Regions from separate parts of the Sorghum bicolor genome. Here region 1 is linked to region 2. The links are chromatin contacts, called in public HiCAR-type maps. All regions are on one chromosome and are shown on one strand. The core of a region is the stretch at or near the end of the contact, and the rest is flanking DNA. Distances in the headings are between cores, read along the strand shown. Region 1 holds the start of LOC8076715. Region 2 holds the start of LOC8061965 (amino acid permease 1).

Region 1 (5,743 bases), core at 2,132-4,631, 230 kb before region 2:
GATCATTTTGTTGGAAAGATATTTTGAAACTGCTTGATAAATTCAAGGGGAGGGCAAGAGCTAAGATCAACAATCCAAAATCTTGTCTCTTATGGTCTGACACGTGGAATGACAAGGTTCCAATGATTGCTTACCTAGAATTATATTCTTTCACCAAATCAAGGAATACAATCCTAGCTGAAGCTAAAACCAGTGACAATATTTTGAACCTCTTTCACTTGCCTCTCTCTCTCTCAGCAAGCTTTTGGACAGTTAACCCATTTACAGCATGATCTGCATGACAACAATGATATTTGGACATCTTTATGGAATTCCAGGAAATTCACGGTTGCCAGAGCTTATCGACACCTAAAGGGTCACAGGACAATCCACCCGGGTTTCATATGGATTTGGAAGAGTTCCTGTCAAAACAAACACAAGGTATTTGCTTGGTTGATCCTAAAAGACCGATTGAGCACCAGAGAACTACTCAAAAGAAAACACATGGAACTGCCAGATTACAATTGTGTGCTCTGTAATCAGACAACTGAGGAATCGGTCTTCCAGGATGCCCTTTTTGCAACAGCTTGTTGGAAGGGGAGTGACTGATTTGCTTGGAAAGTTTCAGAGACCAGCTCCAAGTCCCTTTCTTCATGGAGGTCATCATAATCATGTGTTGGACAATTTAGCAAATGAGAAATGGACTCATTTTCAATAACAGGCCACCTTCATTGCAGCAAGCAAAAGGGACTTTCAAAATAGAGTTTGCGCTGCTTTTGTTCTGTGCAAAGCGAAGTTACTTTCCGAGAGTAGAATTATGGTTAAACACCCTTGTTTAATCTGCGTTTTGGACCTCATCTGCTTCATTTCCTTTTTTTTTTCTTGAACCCCTTTTCTTAGGCTTATTAGGCTCCTGTTTTGTTTCCCTGGAATGTACCCTTTTTATCAATATTACCAGTAGGGGTGCGCCCCTCTTGTTTAATGTCAAAAAAATTTACGAGACAAATCTTTTAACCCTAGCTAATTAGTCTATGATTGGACACTAATTGACAAATAAAATGAAAATGCTAGTAGCCAAATCTAAAAAAATTGGCGAACTAAACAAGGCCGATGATCAACACTGCTTCAGCAGTATTTTTCAGTGAACGTATAACTTTTTTGTCTCACAACATCTCAGTATAAGCATCAGTATAAGTCAAACTTCAGCGAAAATAATAGTCTGACAAGGACAACTATGAGGCCAACAACGTGATTTCAGCACCTGAGGTTCTAAACATTATTCCTGCGCTTGGAGTTTCAAAAGCAATTCCAGCACTTGAAGCACCAACGCAAGCACGACATATCAACCTTCCACGTAGAAGCCAACACTTGTAATATGAACATCTTCACTATATATCTAGCTACTGTGAATTTTTACCTAACTGTAGTCTACATACCCAACACATTTTCTCCATCTTGGAAAACTTTCGCGTACTAGTTAGGTGTAGAGAACAAAACAATTAAGGGCATGTTTGGTTCATCATGTTTTTTTTAATACCTATCATATCGAATATTTGGACACATATATAGAGTATTAAAGCATCTCCAACAGTTTGCTATTGAGTTTGCCATCCTTAAAAATTTGGCAAAATCAAGAAAAATCACTCTCCAACAGTTTGCCAATTCAACTTGCTATTCTTGTCAACTTGCCAAACCTCGATGCCGCGTGCGCAAATATACGCGCGCGTATCGGCTTGCCATCGCGAGCGCAGACGTCGCCGATTCCCTTCCCGCGCGCGTGGTGAAAATTCCGCGGCTCTTCCCCGACATCAACTTCCTGCTTCGCGATCTCATCGTCTTCCTTCTCGTCACCACTCTCGCCATCAGGTCCCGGCCGACCTGCTCCTGCCCGCCACCGCGATCAGCTCGCGATAGCACCATTAGGTCCCGGCCAATCTGCTCCGGTCCGCCGCCACGATCAGCTCCTCACGATAGCGCCATCAGGTCACGGCGGCCGATCTGCTCCTACCCGCCGCCGCGATGATCAGCTCTTGGGCACCGCAATCATCTCCGGTCTGTCCGACCAGCTCCTCGTCGCGGTCGCGAGCAGATAGCCTACTTCATCTTTTCCCGAACTTCATGCCGTCTCGATCGCCTAGCCTGGCTTCTTCTTCGTGTTCAGCTGCTGCCATCATTGTTCCAATTGCTAGTTTGATGACATCGATCTTTGCTTAGATGACATCACATGATGTTTTGTGGCCCGTTTTTCTTTACAAAGATAAATCTAGAAATACAATGGAAATACATATATCCTATCATTGTATATGGCCGAGTAGTACATGGCCGGCTTGGAGAGAGATGGCCGGGTTCATCTTGTTTTCCCAATCACTGATCCATGATCCTATATTGTCTTTGATCTGTCAGCTACTCATAGTGTATTCATTTGGATTGGTTGCTGGCAGGTACTCGTCTACTCGATGGACGAGCACGATCAAGCTGCTGGTGGCCGATAACTTCTGTTCTTTGTAGTACCTGATCATGGCACTGTGTATATTTTTCTATCTCCTGTATCTATGGATGGGCATGCTCCTGTATGCTCTTTGCACTTGCTGCTGGCTGACAACTTCTATTCACAGCTCCCTAGCAGGCGTCGACGGTGCATAAAAAAACTTGATTCAAATGATTGCTGGACCTAAATGATTCATCCATCGTGAGAAGTTTGTGCGGCGGCGTACACGCGCGAGGATCGGCCCTTCACGGCGCAGAGGGGAATAGATCATACCTGTCAACAACCCTGGTGGGCTCTTTATTTTTTTTTGTTTTAGCAAGTTAAAAATAAGAAACTGTTGGAGAACCTCTTTTTAACTTGGTATATTTTTTTAGCAACTTGCCAAAATACAACATTTGCCAAGTGAATTTTGATAAACTGTTGGAGATGCTCTAAACTATTTATGAAATAAAAAAAATACATCCAAAGAGTAATTTGCGAGACGAGTCTTTTAAACCTTGATTGAACAATAATTGCCAAATAAAACAAAAATGCTACGATACATGCACCCCCTAAGACTCCGTAGGAAATTTTCAAAAAAAAAATACTAATGCTCATGGACTCATGTGTACGGCACGGCCCATTAGAGGGATGCATACACTCGTGATACGATCTCCGGCGATCGCCCCTCGCTACCGCTTGCATCCAGAATTCCAGATCCTTCCTCGGGTGACCTCACGTGGACCCCACCCTGTTCCGTGCTGTGCAAGAGGCGGTTGGGACTTGGGAATGTTGTTCGCAGGAGCAGAGGAATGAACGTCGCCGTGGGTGTGGGTCCCGTCGCCTGCTGCCGTGGATGCGCAGCGCACCACGCCCACCCCGCCGTCCGTCTATAAAGTCCTCATCCCCTTCCTCCTGGAGCAGCCAGCGCCGATCACGAATTCAAATCAAACCAACACAACAGACTCGCCCCCCTCCCACCCCAAGCACCCCCAAACCAGTGCAGCGCCTCGCCGCCAGCAATGGCGTCGTCGGCGCCAGATGTGCCGGAGTCGTCGCGTGCCGGCGGCCAGGAAGCGGAGCAGGAGCCCGAGTCGGAGCAGCAGCGCAAGTGGGTGGCGCTCGTCTCGGTCGCCGTCCTACTCGGCAACGACGACGAGCGGGCCAAGGAGATCGCCGTCGGGACTGAGGTGATGGTCGACCTCAACGACCCGCCGCTGCCCTCCTACCTACAAGTGCTCCACCCCGGCGTCGCCCCCGACCCCAGGCGCAACGACGAGCCGCTGTACGGCTACATCCTCGCCGCCGCCGACCGCTCCGCCTGCATCCTCCTCCAGGTCGTCAGAGGCAACCGACCGCAGTTCCTCCTATGCGACACCCACAGGCGTACCGTCACCTTGCTCCCCCCGGTTTCCTCCGGACTCGACATCCGCCGCAACATCAGCATCGGCCTCATCACCGACCCGCACCACCACGGCCACTACGTGGTCGCCCAGCTCCAACCCATCACCTCTAAAGACCACCCCAGCAAGATGATTATTGTTCTCGTCTGCTACTCCACCGCCGAAAGCCGGTGGTTCACCAAGCAGATCACCCCGGCGCGGCGTCATGATGTCCGCATGCGCAACCCCTTCTCCGAGACCGGCGTGCTCGCCCACGACGGCCGCCTCTGGTGGCTCGCCCTCGCCTATGGCGTGTTCTTCTGCGACCCCTGCACGCCCCTCGTCGGGAGCCCCGAGCTGCGCTTCGTGCCTCTCCCGGCCGCCTGCGAGACGATGGAGCGCCACGACGTCGTCTTCGACCCCCGCATCAGGACCCGCATCGACCAGCGCCGCTGCGTCAGGCCCAGTGAGGGCAAGCTTCGCTTCGTCGAGATCCGCGGCCTCTCCTACGACAAGCACCCCGACGCACCCGCGGCTAGCGACCTCACCGTCTGGATGTGGACGCTCGACGACCCGGAGGGCCCCGACGCATGGACGTTCGAGTACGAGGTGGCCTTCGCCGAAATCTGGGTGAACAAGACCTACACCGACGCGGGCCTGCTGCCGGACGAGGTGCCCCACGTCGCCCTCGTCGACCCCAACAACCACTACGTCGTCTACTTCTTCCAGGGCTCGAAGCTCTTCGGCTTCGACATGCGCGAGAAGAATGTCGTCGCCTGCAAGGAGTGCCTGATAGACCGTGATCAACTCAGGTTCCAATCCTCCCGCCCCATCGTCGATGCCTGGGAGCTGCCGCCACCGCCACCCATGCTTCCGGGCGACCATGACTCTGCAGCAGCTGATGGTATGCGCGCGTACATCATCCCCATTAGTTGCTCAGTTTTGATGCATCCACTTGCCTTGCCTGCGTTTACTGAATCGATCGAATATATGGAGCATGCATAGCTGCTGGAATTCTCGACTTTATGCTCTCTGTGTGTCTCCATGCTCGGCAGATCATACTCATACCTAGGCTGGCTAGGACGTTGCCAACATTAATTCATATTGGCCTATGTGCATGCTAGTTACAGTAGTATCTGAACTGGTTTATTTCCCAGTTTTAGTTGGCATGCTTACTGTCTTTGTTCAGATTGAAAGAGATCCTCGTGCATGCTTCTCCGATTCATGCCTTTCTCTTATCATTGAGAAATGTGTTATGTACTACTCTGTTATGCACGCAAGGATTACAGCTGCACAGCGTGTATAGATGATAGAATAGTCACTGAATTAGTCTGAATTAGTCTGAATCATGACTATAACTTTCGACAGTATTTTGTTTTGGAACACTGATTGTTGATTGCTTGCTTGACCATTAATTGCTGCTCTTTTAGCATTTGGGTTTGGAATGCTCATTTAGAATAGAATCACTTATATATAGTCGAATCTGGCATGAACAGTTAATGCTTCTGTTTGGCATTAGTCACTATGTTCATGCCAGATTGCTTTAACTGTTTGGCATAATGAACAGAGTCGTTCTTGCTCATATTTGATTTATCAATCATGACTATGACTTCTACTACCATTTGGATTTGAAATTTGAAATGATGATTGCTTTTTAAGTATTGCTGCTCTTTTGCATGCAACCCATTAGTTGCTCAGTTCTGATGCATCCGCTTGCCTTGCCTACAGTTACTGTATGGATCGAATGCAGCATGCATGGCTGCTGGAAATCTCGACTTGATGCTCTTTGTGTGTCTGCATGCTCGGCATTCGAGTCTGCATGCTCGGCAAAAGAATCACTGAATTATTGCTGCTCTTTTGCAATCTCTTTTGGCATTTGGATTTGGAATGCTCATTTAGAATAGAATCACTGACT
Region 2 (5,134 bases), core at 1,141-3,640:
GTGCTTGGAAGCTGAGATCGGCCGCCTCTCTGCAGCTTCTGCATCATATCCACCGTTCTTTTTAAAGTTTTTTTACTTCTCACGCCGGCCTTCTGCTAGCTGCCTAGCTGGTACTATACAGTAGTCGGTAGCAGCTAGCCTAATTCTTCCGTCACGAGATGCAGAAAAAAAAACTAAAACTTTTGGAGAAATAAGTATTTTTTGGAAGAATGAATCTAAACAGAGGCCTGTAAAATTTGCGCTGTAAAGATTTGGAATTTAGGACCCTAGAGACCCAAAACTGTGTAAACTTGCTTAGGGACCCGAGTTGGACGTCGTATACCCCCAATTAATAAACAAATCAAGCATTAAATTAGGATAAATCTGTCTTATGTATTGCAGACCAAAAAATTTAGAAAGCATCTATTCGAAATGTAAAGTTTACAGCTAAAAGTTTTCAAATATAAAGATTTGGGATGGGCCTAACTGTGGAACTGGAAACCGTGCCTGCCTATGTAACTATGTCATGGTCTCACGGAGGGGAACCTATAGTCCTGTGGCTACTTCCATGGTAGGGCCCGCCAGAGGAGCCACATGTTTGGAATAGTTGCTAAGCCCGGCTCACTGCTCAGTAGGGTTTTATGTGAGTTCTATGACTATGAGCATCAACAAATTAAAACAATACACTTTCAAAATATATTCTTTGATGAAAAAATTATGTTGTGGATGTCGGTGTATTTTTAATTAAACATGGTCAAACTTTTTTTAAAAAAGTTTGACATACTACGACAATGACAATATATAGTTTGGAAAGGAGTCAACTCGATCGAAGCTCAAGGCCAAGTGAGTGCCAGTAGATTATTTTGTTAAGTAGAGTAAATCTAACTAATCTAAGGATATATGTGGCAAATTTGGCAGTAATAAGAGCACTCCCAATGCAGAAAACATCGTGGTTTCTATAGATATTAATTGCAGTGCCACCTAAGCATTTTGCTATGTGGCAAGAGAGTTATTGAAGAGAGAGAGCAAGTAAAAAGTTTTCGGTACTGTAGCACTTTCGTTTGTTTGTGACAAATATTATCCAATCATGGACTAACTAGGATCAAAAGATTCGTCTCGTGATTTACAGCTAAACTGTGTAATTAGTTTTTGTTTTCGTCTATATTTAATGTTTCATGCATGTGACACAAGATTCGATGTGACGGGGAATCTTGAAAACTTTTTGGTTTTCAAGGTGAACTAAACAAGGCCTAGGTCTAAGTTAGAAACCATGTCTACACAAAATCCAAGACATGAAGTGATATGATTGGCTAAGAATGGAGAGCGAATAAATATGATTGGATAGAAAAATATTTTATAGAAACTATCAATTGAGACCATAGTTTCTATATATAGTGTCTATAAAAATTAATAGGTAGTTTCTAGCATTGTGGGAGTGCCCTAAGGATGAGTGTGGAATGGAGTTAAATCCTCACATATAATTAATTCTGCTCATCCAAGAACACATAAATAGGAATTTGGAAAGAGTACAAGTGGAAACAAAACAGTAAACCACAATACTAGCTTTCACTCCTATTTTTGGCAGCTTTAAATTAAAATCACCAGCTGGGCACACATGATGTGCTGGTTCTTGCTCATGCACGCAGGGCGCCAGTGAGGCAGGCACAATAAGTTTATCAGCTTATTACTTCCCTTCCTTAAATAACAGAAGAATCAGTGCATGAATACTCTACAAATTCGTGTGCTCAAAATATTTTGAGCCAGGCCTCCACAACCGGACAACATGCCAAGAAAATACATTTGATGAAGTCCAATCATTTCTTGTTGTCAAATATGTTGAAGAGAATGATGGACAGTATATATATACTAGTGTTCATCCATGCTCTCAAATGTCAGTCTATTTCCATCTTTTTTTGTTCCTTTATAGATACTAGAAAGAATCGTAATATAATGCCCGGCATAATGATTTAGAAATAAACCCAAGCTGTAATACAGTGGGTTATTATTAGCATGCAGTAGGTGGAGGTGTGCATGCTGATCGAAACTCTATCGATAGTAGGGAGTAGGAGACGACCAGCACCCGATTTAATTCTCGGCGTGGAAATGTTTGGTTTCGCCTCCAAATACTCCTATCTGCACAGCCAGGGCGAATCACGGAACGACGACACCGCCGCGCGCAGTCCCAACGCACGCGAAACATTCAAGGAACAATGAACAAGAAGCGAGCGAGCAGGAAACCATGCATGCCATTTTTAAGTATATTTTTAGCTCTGTGGTGAGGGATGGATCGATGCTTTCGACGTACCTGTCCTCGTCTCGTTGCCGTCGTCGTCGCGGTCGCCGCGGACGCGGGGGAGGGTCGCTAGGCGGTCCTCGAAATCCATGGCTCCGCCGCGCATCCTTCCCACCATGGATCACCACCTCGCTATCTCTCTCTCTCTCTCTCTCTCTCTCTCTCTGTTCGTCTCTCTCTGCACGCGCGGGCAGAGGCGGCTAGTCGCTGTGCTCGAGCGCTGAGATATGCAGGAACCTCGATCTGCTGCTGTCTGGCGCGTGCTTGCTTGCTCTCGCTCGCTGGCTGGCTTCGCTGCGCGCCGGTGGGTGACGACGAGATGGCAGGCAGGCAGCAGAGAGTCCGCCGAGCGCGGCACGGTGGTGGGTCTGGAGCACTTGGAGTTGGAGAGGGAATAGGGGCCGCAGGGAGCCAATGAATGGGGCTATATATAGCTGAAAAAATGAGGAGACCCCCTCCTCGCCGACGAGCGCCACGTTAGTGATATGGGGGCCAAAACTTGATGGGTGTGAAAGTGAAACGAACTGTGTCTCTCCCTCTCGCAGTCGACACACAACAGACCCTGCAAATACCACCGTGTTAGGTTTCATGCTAGCAGGGTTTTCGGTCACCGAAATTCGTCCATTTTGGTCTAGCCTGAGATAAAACTAAACTGGTCAAAATATTTCGGCCCGATTTAAATTTTCAGCCCATTCTATGGCCCAGCAAAGAACCCACGACACTGAAAATTAACCTTCCTCACGGTCCCAACCGTCGCTTGCTAGCTTGCGAGCTGCCGCCAGCTGAAAACCTTCCTCACACTCCTGCAGCAACCGTGAGAGACGACGTGGTTGCTTCCCCCAACATCCGAGCTCGCTCGCTCATGGATGCTCCTCAACGCCGCTCCACGTGCCATGGCTGCTCCCTGGCCGACGCCCGCTGTCGCACCTTCACCGTGCCTAGCTGACATGTCGTCACTGCCATCCTGCGCCTCTTGCTGCCACCACCGCATCGTCGCCATGCATCTTCATCACCACCTACGCGTCTACGCTGTCCTCTCCAAGCCCACTGCCACTTCTGACTGACTGTGGAAATTTTGTTCAAATTTAAACAATTTTCATTCAAAATTTGACTGAATACTAGTCCAAATTTTATGGATTTCGTCTAATTTGGTAGGCTTGGAAATTTTTCAAAAAGAATCCCAGAACCTTGGTTACTAGCACGATAGGGTGCACTCTGCTGTGCCCGCTTCATGTGGACGCAGTCTGCAAGACACCATTCAAACGAAAATTGACCGAAACACACAGCCAACACGAAATATGTCAAGTACCACTATAAAATTACGTACATTTGTCATAACACACCGTAGTATTTAGTTTATTTATTTCTCAGATTTCATTACAGAAGACTAGGAAAATATCTGTTCTAACCTTGTCTTCGATCTCCGGTTTTTCACTGATTATTTGCCATAACAAACCGTCACACCACTAATTCATCGCTGCCTGTCCTTCTTCAACCACCTGCCCACCCTGGTCCGCCTCCTCCTCTGACCTCGCCTACCCCTGCCTAGGTCCCATCGTGGAGAGCATGAGGAAGGCATTAAGGAGATGTGTGGCAAGTGGCATTGGGTACATGCGAGCGATGGCCCTGCGTGGTGGGAGTGCGGTGACGGGGAGCAGTCGGTGCCACCAAGGCAGAGGTGGCGATGCGTCGCTGTCGTTCGATCGAGAGCATGGCAGTGATACAGGCCTTGGCAAGCAGCAGGAAGGTGAGCATGAAGGGCAATGTGGTCGCAAACATGAAGATGGTATACGACATCTTGGCCACGAGCAGCGCAAAGATGGGCAAGGGCGCGACCCCCGCGACAACAAATAACGAGTGGAGCCGCGCCACAAGCATGCGCAATGCCCTCGGCGACATTGCCTCGGCGCTTGCACCGTTGCCAAGAATGGCAGCACTAGCAATGCTGTCACAGAGGTGAAGATGTCGTAGCTAGTGAATAACACAGACATGGAAGGCCACATGACCCTCATCACCCGCCCCACTACCGTCACCACGCCATGGCTAGCGCGCTAGCCCTGCTCTCCTCATAGTGTAACACAACACACAAACCACAACCTCTCTACTTCTTCCTTAGCAAAGTCAGGCGCTTCGAAGCCAAAGCAATCTCCACGATGGGACCTGAGCATGGTCGGAGGAGGAGGCAGACTCGAGTGGGGGTGGTCGGAGAAGGACAACTTAACGATGAATCAAGAGTTGCGGTGTGTTATAAACAGTGAAGAGCTAGAGGTTGAAGACAAGGTAGAAACTCTATTGCTTGTTCCGTTGAAACTCTAGTGCTTGTTATATCTATTTTATTCAAATTTTTCTAAAAAATGATCATAGGTCCTAGATTATTCTCTTGGTTCTTGCAATGGCATAAATAGTAGTTTTAACTTGGACCCTGACACTTAACATTTTGCATTGTATGAGAGAATTATTTGTGCAGTAACATCGTTTTATAAAAACTAGTAAAAGTACTTGTGCATTGCAACGGGTGAAAAAGTATAGCGACGGCGGCAGCTCATTATGGCTCTGGGCGGGCTAGAGCATGGGTCTCCCCCGTGTAGGTCGTGGCTCTAGGTGGATGGATGCGAGAGGTGCGCACTGGGTGTTGTAGCCAACCTAAGGCGGGCCGCCAAGGAAGAAAGAAACAAGGACGACCATGGAAGAAAGATGGAGATGAAAGAGCCGAGTTGTGTGAGCGTGTGGTGGATGAAGATAAGGTTGTGTGGTGACTCTGTGCGTGCAACGGATAGGCGAGAGAGAAAAGAAGGAAATAAAATAAGTTGAAAAATAATTAATTAATTAATTAATTAAGAAAAATAAATAGGAGGATAATTC

What was found. HiCAR-type assays count read pairs that join an accessible place to other places.
Region 1: a contact with region 2 is called in a HiCAR-type map of leaf, with 3 times the contacts expected there. The contact joins the promoter of LOC8076715 here to the promoter of LOC8061965 in region 2. A contact is called at or near these places in 2 of 4 Hi-C or Micro-C datasets (both in leaf) and 1 of 1 datasets of contacts at active chromatin or transcription factors (leaf).

What each region holds. Positions count from the first base shown.
Region 1 is chr10:49,331,260-49,337,002 of Sorghum_bicolor_NCBIv3, reverse strand. It overlaps LOC8076715, which reads left to right and starts at 3,381. Exons shown (of 1, transcript XM_002438520.2): 1 at 3,381-5,260. The coding sequence starts at 3,469. The coding sequence ends at 4,833.
Region 2 is chr10:49,098,604-49,103,737 of Sorghum_bicolor_NCBIv3, reverse strand. LOC8061965 (amino acid permease 1) reads right to left here and starts at 2,390. Exons shown (of 3, transcript XM_002437103.2): 1 at 2,285-2,390. The coding sequence starts at 2,390.